Regions from separate parts of the Mus musculus genome. Here regions 2 and 3 are each linked to region 1. Evidence: chromatin contacts called from public promoter capture Hi-C data. All regions are on one chromosome and are shown on one strand. The core of a region is the stretch at or near the end of the contact, and the rest is flanking DNA. Distances in the headings are between cores, read along the strand shown.

Region 1 (4,584 bases), core at 737-3,236:
CAGGGGCCATAAAAGCTACCCTTTGATGGAATTCACCTCAACAGTTGTTAGTTATGAATCAAGTACCCATTGCCAAGCCAGGAGGAACATCTGCATGACTTAGCACCTTCCCTCCCAGCTTTGATGGCGGTCCAATGGAAGTGACAGAAAGAGCCAAGCCAAGTCAGAGCATTTGGTGACAGAGAAGATGGGATGCCTCGAAAGCATTGAGGATAGTATCACTCCCAGCTGGAGGGAAGGGATGCAGCAAAGGAGGAATAGGGGAATGGGGAGAGAAATCAGAAGCTTCCCCAGCAGAGAAAACACCGTGGGTGAGCATTAGACTGTAGAGGACTGGAGAATCTACATCTTGGGAACATAGGAAAGGTGAGTCTGGGCCCCGGGGAGGATTGACAGCAGGTAGTGTCCAGGCCAAGGGCTTTCCGAAATACTGAGAGGAACTGGGTTGTGTTCAAGAATAGGGGCCACCAAACAGGGACATGCCATGGGCTACTCTAGGTGCCTGGTTTCTTTATTCTTTCTCCTCACCTCTCTTTTTTTTTTATTATTTAGTCCTTCCTTCCTTCCTTCCTTCCTTCCTTCCTTCCTTCTTTTCTTCCTTCATTCTGCATGTATATGTGCCACAGTGTACATGTAGAAGCCAGAGGACAATGTGTCAGGTCTCTCTCTCTCTATGTGGATTTCCAGTATTAAAGCCAAACCATCAGGCTTGGCAAGAAGCACTTGCGCCTGCTGAGCCAGCTCACAGGCCATGGATTCCTAATTGCTGTAGACCACCTTTATACAGGGTCCTCTATGCTTCTCTGGTGTCACCCCTCCCCACCTCCAAGACTGAATTCAAGCCCCACCTCCTCTTCCAGAAGGGGATTCAGTCCTCCAAATGGAGGCAGAGAGATCTCAGTGAGTTTGACGTCAACTTGGTCTACCTATTGAGTTTCAGGACAGCCAAAACAACATAGTAAGACCTTGTATTTAAAAAAAAAAAAAAGAAGAAGAAGAAGAAGAGGAAGGAGAAGTGGGGGAGGAAGAAGGGAAATGAAAGAGAAAATAGAAAAAGAAAGAATGAGAAAAAGAAAAGCAGTTGTCTCAGGATGAAATAAGTCGATAATAAGTCAATTGATATTTGCCTCCCAGCATTGGGTTAAAAAGCAAGTGTTTAGTGAATGCTAGCACATATCAGCTGCCATGCCCTCTCCCATCCACAGCCAACATAGGCAAGGTAAACCACTGGCATTAAGTTAACTTTGGGACAAAGGAGTACAGAAGCCTATGTCATTATCTCTCTGACAGTCACTTCTAACTACAATCACAACCAGATACTCTCTGCTGGAACATAAATAACCTTATGTTTCACAGGCTATGCCCATGTCTAATTGTAACTTAAAATGGACATCTTCCTGGCTCTGCTCTCTTCCATCCAGAATGACGTAGGGCGGGTACCTTTCTGACTGTCAGTACTTCCATCTATAGAATGACAGGGAGATAAGACGGTTTGTGGCGCTTGGCAAGGGGCTGATGTGAACGTGATTTCCATTTCCTGTTGCAAGCCACACACCTCCTAGTCCCTCACTTTCACTTCCAGAAGGAACACACTTCCCAGACCAGCTCGGCTGGCTGCAGTCCAGGGCAGGAGCAGGTACATTTTAATTTGCCCCACCCATTGACTTAATGTATTCTTGATCTCCTCCTCCAGGGACTTTCCTGACTTCCTTCTGTAAATGAAGGAAAGAGCACATGAGCATACTGTACATAAATATGCTTGGGAAAGCTTTCTCCTTCTCCTTCTTCTTCTTCTTTTTTTTTTTTTTTTTCTTAAACCAAACTTGGTTTCTGTTGTAGGCGGCGCATTCCCTAGCCGGGCAGGGCAGGCTGCAGAGGGCTGTCAGAGGGAGGGGAGAGTAAAAAAGGGAGGAGAGGACAGTCATTAACTCACTCAGTGTGACAGCTGCTCTCTTATTTAATGGGGGGCTCTCTGGTCAGAAGGGATCAGAAGTCTCTCCAAGACAGCAGAAGGATGGCAGAGGAGCTGGGGTTGGGCTTCGGAGAAGGAGTCCCAGTGGAAGTGCTGCCGGAAGGCTGTAGACACAGGCCAGAGGCCAGGGCCGGGCTAGCTGCCAGGAGCAAAGCCTGCCTGGCTCTCACCTGCTGCCTGTTGTCATTTCCCATCCTCGCAGGACTTAGCACCCTCCTAATGGCTGGCCAGCTCCGGGTCCCCGGAAAAGACTGTATGCTTCGGGTAAGTAAACTTGCTCCTGCTTAGACAATCAGTGGTCTCTCTGCAGGCAGCTGTGTATTCCAGTTTGGGACAGAGCCATTCATGGATAGCGCTGGTGGCTCCCCTGTACAAAGCAAATACAGACCGGGGGGTGAGAGGTGGAAAGGTCCCATCTGGTTCTTAACTTTGCACTTCCAGGGAATTGAATTGTTTCATCTCATGTTTGTGCAAGAATAACTTCACACTCCATATACTCTTTTTTTGTTTTTGTTTTTAGATCATTATAATTACAGTGCGGCAATACTTTGGAAAACATTCCTTTTTCCTTAAACAAAAAGCTCTTAAATTTAATTACATAATGCATGATTATTGAGGGGAAAAAACATAGAGGTGTAAACTATTAGTGAACTAAAATATATAATGCCTTTCTATTTATATTGGAGGATGATTCTGAGATTTCTACATAGTATGAAATTGTTTCTATGGCAATGACCCCACGGCAGTATGATGTATGGATGACTATATTATGTTCTTATACGTGTGTGATAAAATTTACTTAACCAGCTCCTCTTCTTGGATTTAGAAATATTTTTCAGTGCTCAATTAAGAACATACTGACCCTGAGATTTTGCTGGGACTAGAAAGAAGGTTAGCCACCACAGGGGTATAGGGGTGGCACTCAGAGAATGAGGGGGGCAAATATCCAAGCGGTGACAAAGCCAAGGCTGAGGACACCCAGGAAGGATCTGAAAGGTCAATGTGTGTTATTTAAAGAATATTCCTCAGGGGGAAATATCTGACATAGTCTGTAGTGACTGATTCTACTTTAGTCCCAAAGATTAAGGACTAAAAGCAAAAATAGGCAGCCTAATTAGAAACCTGGTCTCTAGTCAATCCTGGGCAATTTCCACTCTGTGGCTAATGTGTAACTCCTGCCACTCCATCAGGGTCAACAAACTGTGATTCAGGCAGCCACGTGTCATGGTTTATACAGTGTAGACATGTGCAGATAGACTAGGAAGGCTGCTTATGTTAGAAGGGACCTGTAGGGTATTAGAAAATGGGAGGTCAGGCTATGACCCCAGAAAAGCACACACACACACATACACACACACACACACACACACACACACACACACACACACACACACACCAGACTGAGGCACTTCAGGGAATACTCAACTCATACGGAGAGAGCTGTTGTTGAACACTGTATTATTAAGTGGCCTCCAGCAATCTGTGCCTCCTTGGACTCTGGAGGGATTCCTGACATACAGTTGGATCCTATTACTCGAGATGCTGTCTACAATCCCCATGTTGGCCGAAGCCAGACAAGGTCATCTAGGTACAGTCCAGAAAAGGGAATTGGCAGGGGGAAATGACCCAACAGGGAGACTCATAAAGAAGGTGCTGGGTGCCATCACAAACCACAACACCCGAGTCCCCTCCTCACAATCCCGACTCAGATGCCTTAGGTATGAGCCACATTGATACCTAATGCTCCCATCCCACCACGAAGAAAACCATCTTGCTGGAGGGGAGACACAGAGGAGCTTGAGGTTGTTGCTTAACCAGACTACAGGACATCTCAGCTTCCAAACAGAATAGTAAAGGGGCTGAGACTGGGATGCCTGGAGAGATGCAGGTCCTGAGAAGCAGCAGCTGGCCACTCAAGGCAAGTTCTTAAGGGAGAAAAATATTTATGAAACAGCTTGTAGGGGCTTAAATGGGGGCCCTGATTGCTATGCGCAGATAGAAGGAACACAGAACAGCTGGGAACATCCAGGATCAGTGGCCTGAGAAGCTGCTACCACCAATTCCTTGGGACTGGGTAAAAGGAGTTTTAAAACAGCAGTTCCCACCCTGTGGGTCACCACCTGCACAGCGGTAGCGTATCAGATATCCTGCATATCAGATAGTAGAATAATGATTTATAACCTCAGCAAAAGTTTCAGTTATGAAGTAGCAACAGAATAATTTTATGGTTGGGGGGGGCTCACCACAAGATGAGGGGCTGTATTAAAGGGTCACAACATTAGGAATGTGGAGGGGCACTATTTTTGGAGTTTGTTTTAGAGTTCGTAGGATACTAACTCTCAGAAAGGGCCTCACTGGAGGATACAAAAGTTTGGACAGAAAAAAGTACCAGCAGAGGGGACAGTAATCACCGACCATTTTCCCCTCCAGACCTTTGATCTCAATCACCAGACTCAAGTAAAACTCATGGCTCAAGGAAGCCAGGCAGCACTCATGCTAAGAGGTTAACTTCGCCAGGAAGGAGCCATGCTGAGAAGGGCAGAGGTGGAACTGGGGGTGAGGTATCCTAAAAGAGAATTACTGACTCAGAGGAGAGGGCAGAATGTGAGATC
Region 2 (4,498 bases), core at 1,926-4,425, 200 kb after region 1:
AGTTTAACACAGATTGGCAAAGTCTCTAGGTTGTCAAACCACAAGTTCAGCCAACATTTGCTTTGAGTTTCTGCTAAAAAAAAAAAAAAAAAAAAAAAAAAAGACAGGGTCTATGTAGCCTCAGATGTCCTAAAATTCACTATGGATAGACCAAATAGGCCTGAAACTCACAGATATCTCCCTGCCTGTCTCCCAAGTTATGAGAGTAAAGACATGTACTACTATGCCCAGTGTCACCAACAGAGTTCTAGAAGATCAACCTACATAGGTGATAGCAAAAGGCAGCATGCATCTAGAATTCAAGCTTTGTTAGACATAGTATCAACTGTCCAAAGCACACTACCCAAGTGGACTCATCAAAGTTCCTGATTAGGGCAATTCTGGACCTGTAATGACTCTGGCACCAGCGCCATCTGAAACAGTCTGTCCCTACACACCCCAAGGATTACTTCGCAAGCCTACACTTAAACACAGCACTTACTTAAGTTCACTCCTCCTGTGCTAAGCCCAATCCTTCAGAGAGAGTCCTCCCCTATCAGCTACATGGGCTACATTTAAAGCCAAAGACCTTTTCCAAACCAAGTCTATCAAAGACATCCATGGTCCAACCATTATTCAGGAACTCCAAGGTAATTTCACAATTTACTATTCCCAACACCCATAGCTCCCTGAACCAGTCCCTAACAAGACCACCAATGCCTTTTGGCAAACATCCTCACTCTACCACTCAATCACACGTCCAGTCCCCAGCCTTAATTTTTTTTTTTGGGGGGGGGGGGGTTAACACAGCCTGTGCTGGTTCGAAGTCTGGGATTCTGCTGTGTGGGATCAGTTTCCCTTAGAGTCATGTATAATTGCTCCCAGCCCCAATTTTTTTTTAATCATGTTTCTCAGACCTTACAAATGGTCTAACCTAACAAAGTAATGATTTCATGAGAAACTCAGGCTTGATTATTTTACAACATACCCTGACCCTTCCCAGTCTCTGTGTGTATGTGTTTTCTCCTGGTTTCCAGAGACAGGATTTTTCTGGCTGTCCTGGAACTTGCCCTCGAACTCAGTGATCCACAAGCCTCTGAACGCTGAGATTACAACTTTTCCTTCCCAACCCTTAACTGAGCAAGTCAAGTGTGACCACAAATCAAGGATGACAGTTCTCATATTTCAGCTCTTTTCAATGCCTCTCTTCCCAACCCCTGAAAATATTAAAATGTGAGCTGGCTGTAAGCTAACCCCTCTAAAACAAACTGCTTCAGCTATCTGATACATACAAGCTTGCAGCCAAGTAAGGTTTAAAATCTCCCGGGAACACGGTCATTCCCACCACAGTCCAAGTATTTGCTCTTGCATCTCCTCCAAACAGCCTCACATAATTCCCAACACATACACCTGCTACTGCGGCTGAGTCATCACAGGACAAACTGACAAGACAGTCTGGAAATTCTGGATCGAGAGCATGACAACACAGGCCTTTCTAGCCACCTGAGAAGAAAAGGGCTTCTCTCCACCCCCAGCATTCTACAGAAAACATCTCCTGGAAATAAAGAATCGCCTAACTCCCACCAGGGCCACACTTCAATCTACTTGGGGGGTGAGCATGGTGGCACATGCCTTTCAGGCCAGCACTGGGAAGCAGAGGCAGGCAGATCTCTGAGAGGTCTCAGCCCGTCAGCAGTATGTAACATAAGTGTACTGCAAGTTTTATACTAAGGAAAATCCCTTGCATGAGAAAGGCCTCTCAAGCCAGAGTCTGGCCAAATCACCTTCTGGGTCTCATTTTTCCCTCCTGCAAAAAAACAGGAGCAAACGCAGTGTCTTCTTACCTTGGAAAACTAGATTCATAAAGGTCCTGAGACACAGTTTCCAGTTTCCAAAAGCTTATTCTAGCGGCAAGGCCATGGAAACCAACAGCTTACTATAACACTACGTCAAAAACAAGCATTAGTGAGGGAAAGAGCCTGAATGAGGAACCGCTGCCAAATTCTGAGATCCAAAACTAACCATCAGGGCAAACGAAGTGCAAAAGCCTGGAGGGCCAGAAATGAGGATGCCTTTAGGATTCAAGCGACGCAGTACTGCGGGAAGAGAATTTCTCACAGGGACATGCTTAGGAGAGAATACAAAAGCCTGACTGATGAAAACACTTCCTCTAATCCATTATGAAATACCAGCTCCATTCTGCGGGGACAAGGAGTGCTGAGTGGAAGGCCAGGTGTGACGAGAAAGTTATGTTCGAATTTTAAGCAGGTGTCTGAAGTGGGGGGGGGGGGAATTTGTTGCAGAATATTACAGGCTTCTTCCACTCCTTGGTCCCAGTTACACACGTGGTAAACTGACTTTTCTGGCCACTTTGTCCCTCTCAATATTGGCCTTTCACTGCTACACACATCCTAACTGGTATGTGCGCCTCCGCTGGAACAAGAAATACCCTGTGATGAATATGAACTCGGCACTTCTCTAATACATTCTCAGGGGAACAAAGAAAGGAATGACTGGCCGAGTTAGGTAGCCACATGAACTCAGGGAGTTCAACTATGGTGCTGAAAAAAGAAAAAAAAAAACAAAAAAAAAAAACGATGGACGGAGATCAGGTTAGAGAGGCTGGGCGAACCGTTTAAAGTGACGAACGTGAGGGAGAGGTGGCCAGAATGACCTAGGTTCGCAGACTCGACGGCCGTGGAGGTGGCTCCCGTAGGTGGGCCGCGGCCGGAAGCAAGGGATCGGGATCGGGTGGGAGCAGTTTCTGTGGGGTGGCCCACTTCACGCCCTCCACCCCGAGAAGTGGACGAACCCACTACTGTCTCCACAGGCACCTGAGGTCCAGCCTCGAGGCTTCCAGACACCGCCGGGACAGCTTCTGGCCCCGACACTGTCCCCCGGCCTCCGCCCGCGGCCTAGTCGCCGTCCCAGCCTAGCATCCCGCCCCGTCCCGGAGCTCACGCTTGCGGGCCTCGGACACCTTCTCGGCGGCCCGCTTCTCGGCCTGCAGTAGCTGCTGGATGCCCTGCGACTGACTCGCCATTGCTGAGGGGACTTTGGGCTGAGAGAACGGCCTAAGTCAACTGCTCAAACACCCTCCGAAGCCCCTCGGATCACCTGATCCACCACCCAGACTCTGCGCCTGCGCAGCGCGCAGGAGCCCCGCCCCACCGTCAAAAGAACCGCCCGGTGTCTCAGCTGACTGACTGCCTTTGAGTCCGGTGACTCCCAGGAGATGGGGCGGGGCGGGGCGGGGCGGGGCGGGTGAGACGGGGCGGCGGGGTGGGGCGGGGTGAGACGGGACGGGGCGGGGCGGGACAAGGAGGGACGTGCCAAGCTGTTCCACTACGCCTGCGCATTGAGAGATGGCTACTCCTGCTCTTTTGCAACTGTCAAAGGCTGGTTTTTTATAGCTGGTATTATCCCTGTGGCAGTCCTGTCACGTGGTTATTTCTCTCTTCCCGAAATTAATAGTGTGCCCACGTTGAAGTTCAGAAGCAAGGATCCAAACCTGATTATTTACCCCCTCTCTTCACCCAGCTAGACTTCCTACCTTTCTGGAAATTTCTTTGGAACTTACACCCTATCAGGAAGCAATGCTGCCCTAGTGGTACAGGCTGCAAACCCAGCACACCCGTGTCAGGATGCTGAAGCAAGAGGATTGATTGAGTTCATGACCTGGCTAGTGAGACCGTGTTTGGCGGGGGAGGGGAGTGGGAACCAAAGCAGGTAGTGAGGCATAGCACATGCCTTTAATCCCAGCACTAGGTATGCAGAGGCAACTGAGTCTCTCATTCGAGGCAGGCCTGGTCTACAGAGTGAGTTCCAGGACAGCAAGAGCTACCCAGAGAAACCGTGTCTCGAAAAACCAAAAAGAAAACATCTATCATGGAGAAGTTTAGGAAGTTCTGGCCAGTTCTGGAGAGACGTCTGAAGTCCTAGGTTCAGACACTAGCAAATACTCAGACACACTCACACAAGGACTCAGCATCAAGTCAACTACTAACCCCTGTGACTTGTGGGCCAGTTGCCATCCTTTTTCATGGTGCTAGGGCTGGAACCTAGTTCCCTCAAGCATTGTAGGCGAGTCCCTTCCACCCTCTGAGCTGTATCCCTGGACCTGCCATCCCTTTCTGACCCAAGCTTAGGAATAAATAGTGCTGTTTTCCATAAGTGTTGCTGCAAGCACAGTGGGCGTGCACACCTCCTTTGATCCTGAAAACAGATTAAGGAGACAGAGTTGTAATAGCTCAGGGTATAGATATTTACCTCACGTGGAGGAAGGAGAAAAACAATTCCTGCAAGCTGTCTCCTGACCTCCACAAACACAGTGACATATGCAGTACCACCACCCACCCACATGGTTTTGAAAATTTAAGACATTAATTTAAACAAATAATTGTAGCATAATAAATGTGCCAAGTGTTTTTTTTTATTACGTATTTTCCTCAATTACATTTCCAATGCTATCCCAAAAGTCCCCCATACCCTCCCCCCCACTTCCCTACCCACCCATTCC
Region 3 (4,568 bases), core at 1,521-4,020, 250 kb after region 1:
TGCACAGTGAGATCTTGTCTTGGAGAACCCTGGCTTAGGGTATTGATCAGTTGTCTGAGGTCTTATTTAGCCTGTGTACCTAGTGGGGTCAGTTTCCAGCACTGGGGTGAAAGTTAGCTTTAGAAAAGGGGAGGGGTGGGGGGATGTCTGCGATTGCAGGAAAATACTATTTTAGCTCTGAAGAGGGCAGTATGCAGCCAAGGCCAAACAGGAACTCTTGATTCCTATTTCATTCAAGGGCCTGAAGGCAGTACAGCCCCCAGGAGTCCAGGCAGCTTGAATTTCTGAGAGCTTATTTCTTGACAGACAAACACATCTTCACTCATGAAATAGGATTCTTGAGGTTTGAGCACAGTTACACGTTGCCTCTCTGAGGGACACACTGCAAACTGATACGAAGGTGGTTATGCAAGATGGATGGGAAAGTTCCCATTTGTCCTTCCCTCGGTTCTCGCTCTGCTCTCTCAGATCAACCTCTATGAAGCTAAACAATAGCACAGCCTTCCCAGATGGTGCCCGATGTTTGCAGAAGAAAGTGTTTCCTTTTTCCCTAAGGCTGTTAGCACAGAGGCTTCTGCTGCCCGAAGCAAAATATTCTCGAAAACATCCTTTGCACAGAAAGGAAATATTGGGAGTGGGGAATCTTAGCTCCTGGGCTGCATTTATCAAACCAATCACAGCAATTATAATTAGAACACAAACTAACTGAACACTAAGCATGAAATACATTTGCAGAAAACCCGAACTGCATGCAATTAAGTCCCGTGTGGTGGCATTTCGAGGTATGTCATTAATACATGAGGGGAGGGGTTGGAACAGATTCTCTCCTTAAATAACTTGTTCTGGTTGCATTAAAGACTTCAACTAGGGTCGGCAAGAAGAAATAAGGATGCATAGCACGGACTGCTACACGCAGAGCTGTAAGACAGATGTCAAAGGGTCACTCAATTGGCTACTTAAGACATCACTTTGTGACGCCCTGTGAAATATGTTCACTGGGCATCAATTCAACTCAGGTCTGTGTGAAAAGAAGGGGAGAGCTTTGGGGAAAGGAGAACTTTAATTCTTTGCCTCCATTTTGGGACTGCATTAAACTACAGTGTTAGAAATCTCCCTGTGGCTTCCCATTACTCAGAAAGATTCTTCTTTTAAAATATTTTATTTACTTATTCGTTTATTATGTGCTACAGGGTTGCTACACGTGCCACAAGCACCATGAAGATTAGAGGACAGCTTGCAGGAGTTGGTTCTCCCCCTTCCACCGTGCTGGTTCCAGGCATGAAAATCAGGTGGTCAGGCTTGGTGGCAAATATCTTTACCCGCGGAAACATCTCTGCAGCCCAGAAAGTCCATTCCTGTTAGTCTCCTCGCCTCACTGTGGTCTATCTTGACACTCCTAATGCTTATCTTTTTTATGTTTGTTTGTTTTTAACCTTGACCTACACCGTCTTTCCTTTGCCAGACTATGACTCTTTGAGGTCAAAGATTTCAACTCTTTATCCTGGGTCTCCAGCATCAACCATATGCCGCTTGGTCAAGCAGCAGAACGGGTGCTTGGCAAATGTTGAATGAAGAATGACCAAGTGCACAGGTAAATAACTAGCCAGGGAACAAAACACCCTTCTGCAGCCAGCTCAAAGCCACTCCAGATAATCCTTCTCTTTTTCTATTTCTCCCATATCAGAGTCAGCCGTTTCATTCCTGTGACGGCAACCCAGGACAGTCTTAGGGGAAAAAAAACCAGCTTTTCACAGAACACCTCTGGAGAGGCAATTCAGGTTTAAAGAGATCCACATGGCATGTAGTGGTGACTAGGTCAAGCACTATAGATCTTCTTAGAACACTTCTTTGACTAGAAGCCGAGTTTTTCCTGTGATAGTGTTTAGGAGAGTGGGTATCAGATGACAGACTTTAGACTGTGTATTCTGACATCTTTCCATATAAAATATGTTTTTTTTAAAGACTGTATATAGAGTTGTCATGTAACCTTCACCCTGTTCCCTCAGTGTGGAAAAGATCACAAGCGGGACCTAACAGTTGGTACAAGTGACATTCCTACTCCAGACTTAGTTTTAAATGCATGTGTGTGTGTTTGCATACTTTACAGTTCTGATAACAGCTCCTTGCTTTCCCCCACTCCCCCCTCCCCCCCCCCCCCCCACTCCGGAGAGCACCAGAGGAAGGGGCCCAGGCTGATCTATCCCAGCACAGGACTTGGCTCCTGATGGCACCTGTGTGGCTTATATTCTTCTCATGTGCAGAGCAGGTGACCGATTATCGTCCACATACTCACTTAAACTTGCAGTCAGCACGTGTGCAAGCTGCAGGAACAACATTTTAAGGCAGAAAAGCAGAGCATGAAGCATCTATTATTTTAGAGGCCAAAAGTTGGCCATTTTCCCCAATTGTGAATTGGCAAACCGGCTAATTGCTCCAAAGCGACCCTGGAATCGAGCTGTGATCGCCGGAAAGCGCAGCTTTTAGGACCCCATCTTTCACCCCTGGGCTGAGGAAGTGGGAAGACTTCGCAGGGGCCCAGGGCTCCTCCTGCTTTCTTTCACCCCCACTTTCACCCCTTTCTTCCTTGGGGCCGGACTGTTTCACCCCGTCTCCAGGCAACAGCCAGGCGCGCCAGGCGGGACGTCATTTCCTGAAGAGCCCGCGGGGGGACGGGGCGGGGAGGGGGAGGGGCGAGGGGGCGGGGCCAAGTCCCGGCTGGCGACGGCGGCGGCGTCGGAACTCGCTGGAAGACTCAGCCCAGAGCTGCTCAACAGTTCGCAAAGTCCGGGCTCCCGGCCGCGTGGCTCCGTGTGCGCCCGGGCGGCGTTGGGGCGCGGGGGCCCGGGCTGCTGCATGGTGGGCGGCCCGGGACATGCCCCGCACCCCCCGCCGGACGCCCGCGTGGCTCCTCTGGCTGCGACTGCTCCGGACTCTGAGCCTAGATTGACCGGCGCCCTAACTTCTTTCTGACTTTGGGGTCCCCCAGCCCTAGAGGAACGGGCATCTCGGCTGGGGGAGCCCCGGACATGGTGTGACGGGGCGGGCGGCGTGGCTGCGCCCCCCACTGCGGCCACGCACGGTCCCCGCGCCTTCCGGCATGTAGCTGCTGTTCTCGCTCCCCCCGGCCTCCAGCCGCAGTCTCCACGACCTCCGGCCTCCAGGCGCCAACTCTTTGTCCCCCCAGGATCCCGCCGCGGTCCTCAGGATTGCAGCCGCCGTCTCTTCGTCCTCCGAATTCCAGTTTCACCTGCCTTCGCGCCCCTGGGACACCAGCCGCTGTCCCTGCCACCTCCCCAGGATCCAGCCAGCGCTCTAGCTCACCTGCACCTCCCCAACCCACCCTGCAGCCGTCGTCTCCGCTCTCCGGGCCAGTCTAGACTGCAGCCGGTGACTCCGCGTCTACCCCAAACCCAGACTCCAGCCGTGACCTCCGCGCCCCGGGGAATCCAGCTGTCGCGCCTCTGGCCGCAGGTGCAGCTGCCGCCCCGCGCCGCGCGCCCCGAGTGCGGCCGGGCCTCGGCGGGGAGATGAACGCACAGCTGGACGGCCTGTCGGTGAGCTCGTCCTCCACCGGCTCGCTGGGCTCGGCGGCGGCGGCGGCGGGCGGCGGCGGGGGCGCGGGGTTGCGGCTGCTGTCTGCCAACGTGCGCCAGCTGCACCAAGCGCTCACGGCGCTGCTGAGCGAGCCCGAGCGGGAGCAGTTCACTCACTGCCTCAACGCGTACCACGCGCGCCGCAACGTCTTCGACCTGGTGCGCACCCTGCGCGTCCTGCTGGACAGCCCGGTCAAGCGGCGTCTGCTGCCCATGCTGCGTCTGGTCATCCCGCGCTCCGACCAGCTGCTCTTCGACCAGTACACGGCCGAGGGCCTCTACCTGCCAGCCACCACCCCCTACAGGCAGCCCGCCTGGGCCGCTCCCGACGGCGCGGGGCCCGGGGAGGTGCGACTCGTGAGCCTGCGGCGCGCCAAGGCCCACGAGGGCTTGGGCTTCAGCATCCGCGGGGGCTCGGAACACGGCGTGGGCATCTACGTGTCTCTAGTGGAGCCGGGCTCCCTGGCAGAGAAGGAAGGGTTGCGGGTCGGGGACCAGATTCTGCGCGTCAACGATAAATCTCTAGCCCGGGTGACCCACGCGGAGGCTGTCAAGGTAGGGCTGTGGTTTATGGGAGCGTTAGAGGACAGTACAGGCAGTTTAGTGCTCCCTCTTCGGTTGCCTGTGCTGCTATCTTTTATACCAAATCGCCTGACCTTTCTGGTCTTTGTTGTTGGTTTATTTTTGCCTCCCTGACCGGATTTTAAAAGAGGAACATTTAATTTGTGGCGCAGATCGGTGTTCTGAGCACGGAGGAAATGGTTATTCTTGCCTTAGGTGACCTAAAGGCTAAGGCACATACACAGTATAACATAAGCAAATGCCTGGTCATAAAATGTGAAAAGGGCTGTGGATCCTTACAAGTGTTAGAAAAGAGCCCCTGCTTGACATTGGGTAATTGATGCTCTCCCCCCTCCAGACCCCCCCCCACCCCCCCCATCTTTATTGCTGCTGTGCTGTTTTCTGGATCCTGTA

Evidence for each region. Capture Hi-C pulls out chosen DNA fragments and counts their contacts.
Region 2: a contact with region 1 is called in a promoter capture Hi-C map of liver. The contact joins the promoter of Atp6v1g1 here to the promoter of Tnfsf15 in region 1. A contact is called at or near these places in 2 of 39 promoter capture datasets (liver and neural stem cells), 2 of 484 Hi-C or Micro-C datasets (both in liver), 2 of 115 datasets of contacts at active chromatin or transcription factors (bone marrow-derived macrophages and pancreatic cancer cells) and 4 of 9 other capture datasets (adipose tissue, liver, macrophages and 1 more).
Region 3: a promoter capture Hi-C map of liver shows a contact between it and region 1. The contact joins the promoter of Whrn here to the promoter of Tnfsf15 in region 1. A contact is called at or near these places in 6 of 39 promoter capture datasets (frontonasal cranial neural crest, hippocampal neurons, liver and 3 more), 3 of 484 Hi-C or Micro-C datasets (beige adipocytes, embryonic fibroblasts and nephron progenitors), 3 of 115 datasets of contacts at active chromatin or transcription factors (the NIH/3T3 cell line, bone marrow-derived dendritic cells and bone marrow-derived macrophages) and 2 of 9 other capture datasets (adipose tissue and liver).

The regions. Positions count from the first base shown.
Region 1 is chr4:63,742,461-63,747,044 of GRCm38.p6, reverse strand. Tnfsf15 (tumor necrosis factor (ligand) superfamily, member 15) reads left to right here and starts at 1,986. Exons shown (of 4, transcript NM_177371.4): 1 at 1,986-2,236. The coding sequence starts at 2,015. It overlaps Gm42294 (a long non-coding RNA gene), which reads right to left. Exons shown (of 5, transcript XR_881353.3): 3 at 1,934-2,339.
Region 2 is chr4:63,543,442-63,547,939 of GRCm38.p6, reverse strand. It overlaps Atp6v1g1 (ATPase, H+ transporting, lysosomal V1 subunit G1), which reads right to left and starts at 3,175. Exons shown (of 3, transcript NM_024173.2): 1 at 2,941-3,175. The coding sequence starts at 3,022. It overlaps Gm38592 (a long non-coding RNA gene), which reads right to left and starts at 2,647. Exons shown (of 2, transcript XR_881351.1): 1 at 2,002-2,647; 2 at 81-1,923.
Region 3 is chr4:63,494,193-63,498,760 of GRCm38.p6, reverse strand. Whrn (whirlin) reads left to right here and starts at 2,770. Exons shown (of 12, transcript NM_028640.2): 1 at 2,770-4,148. The coding sequence starts at 3,528.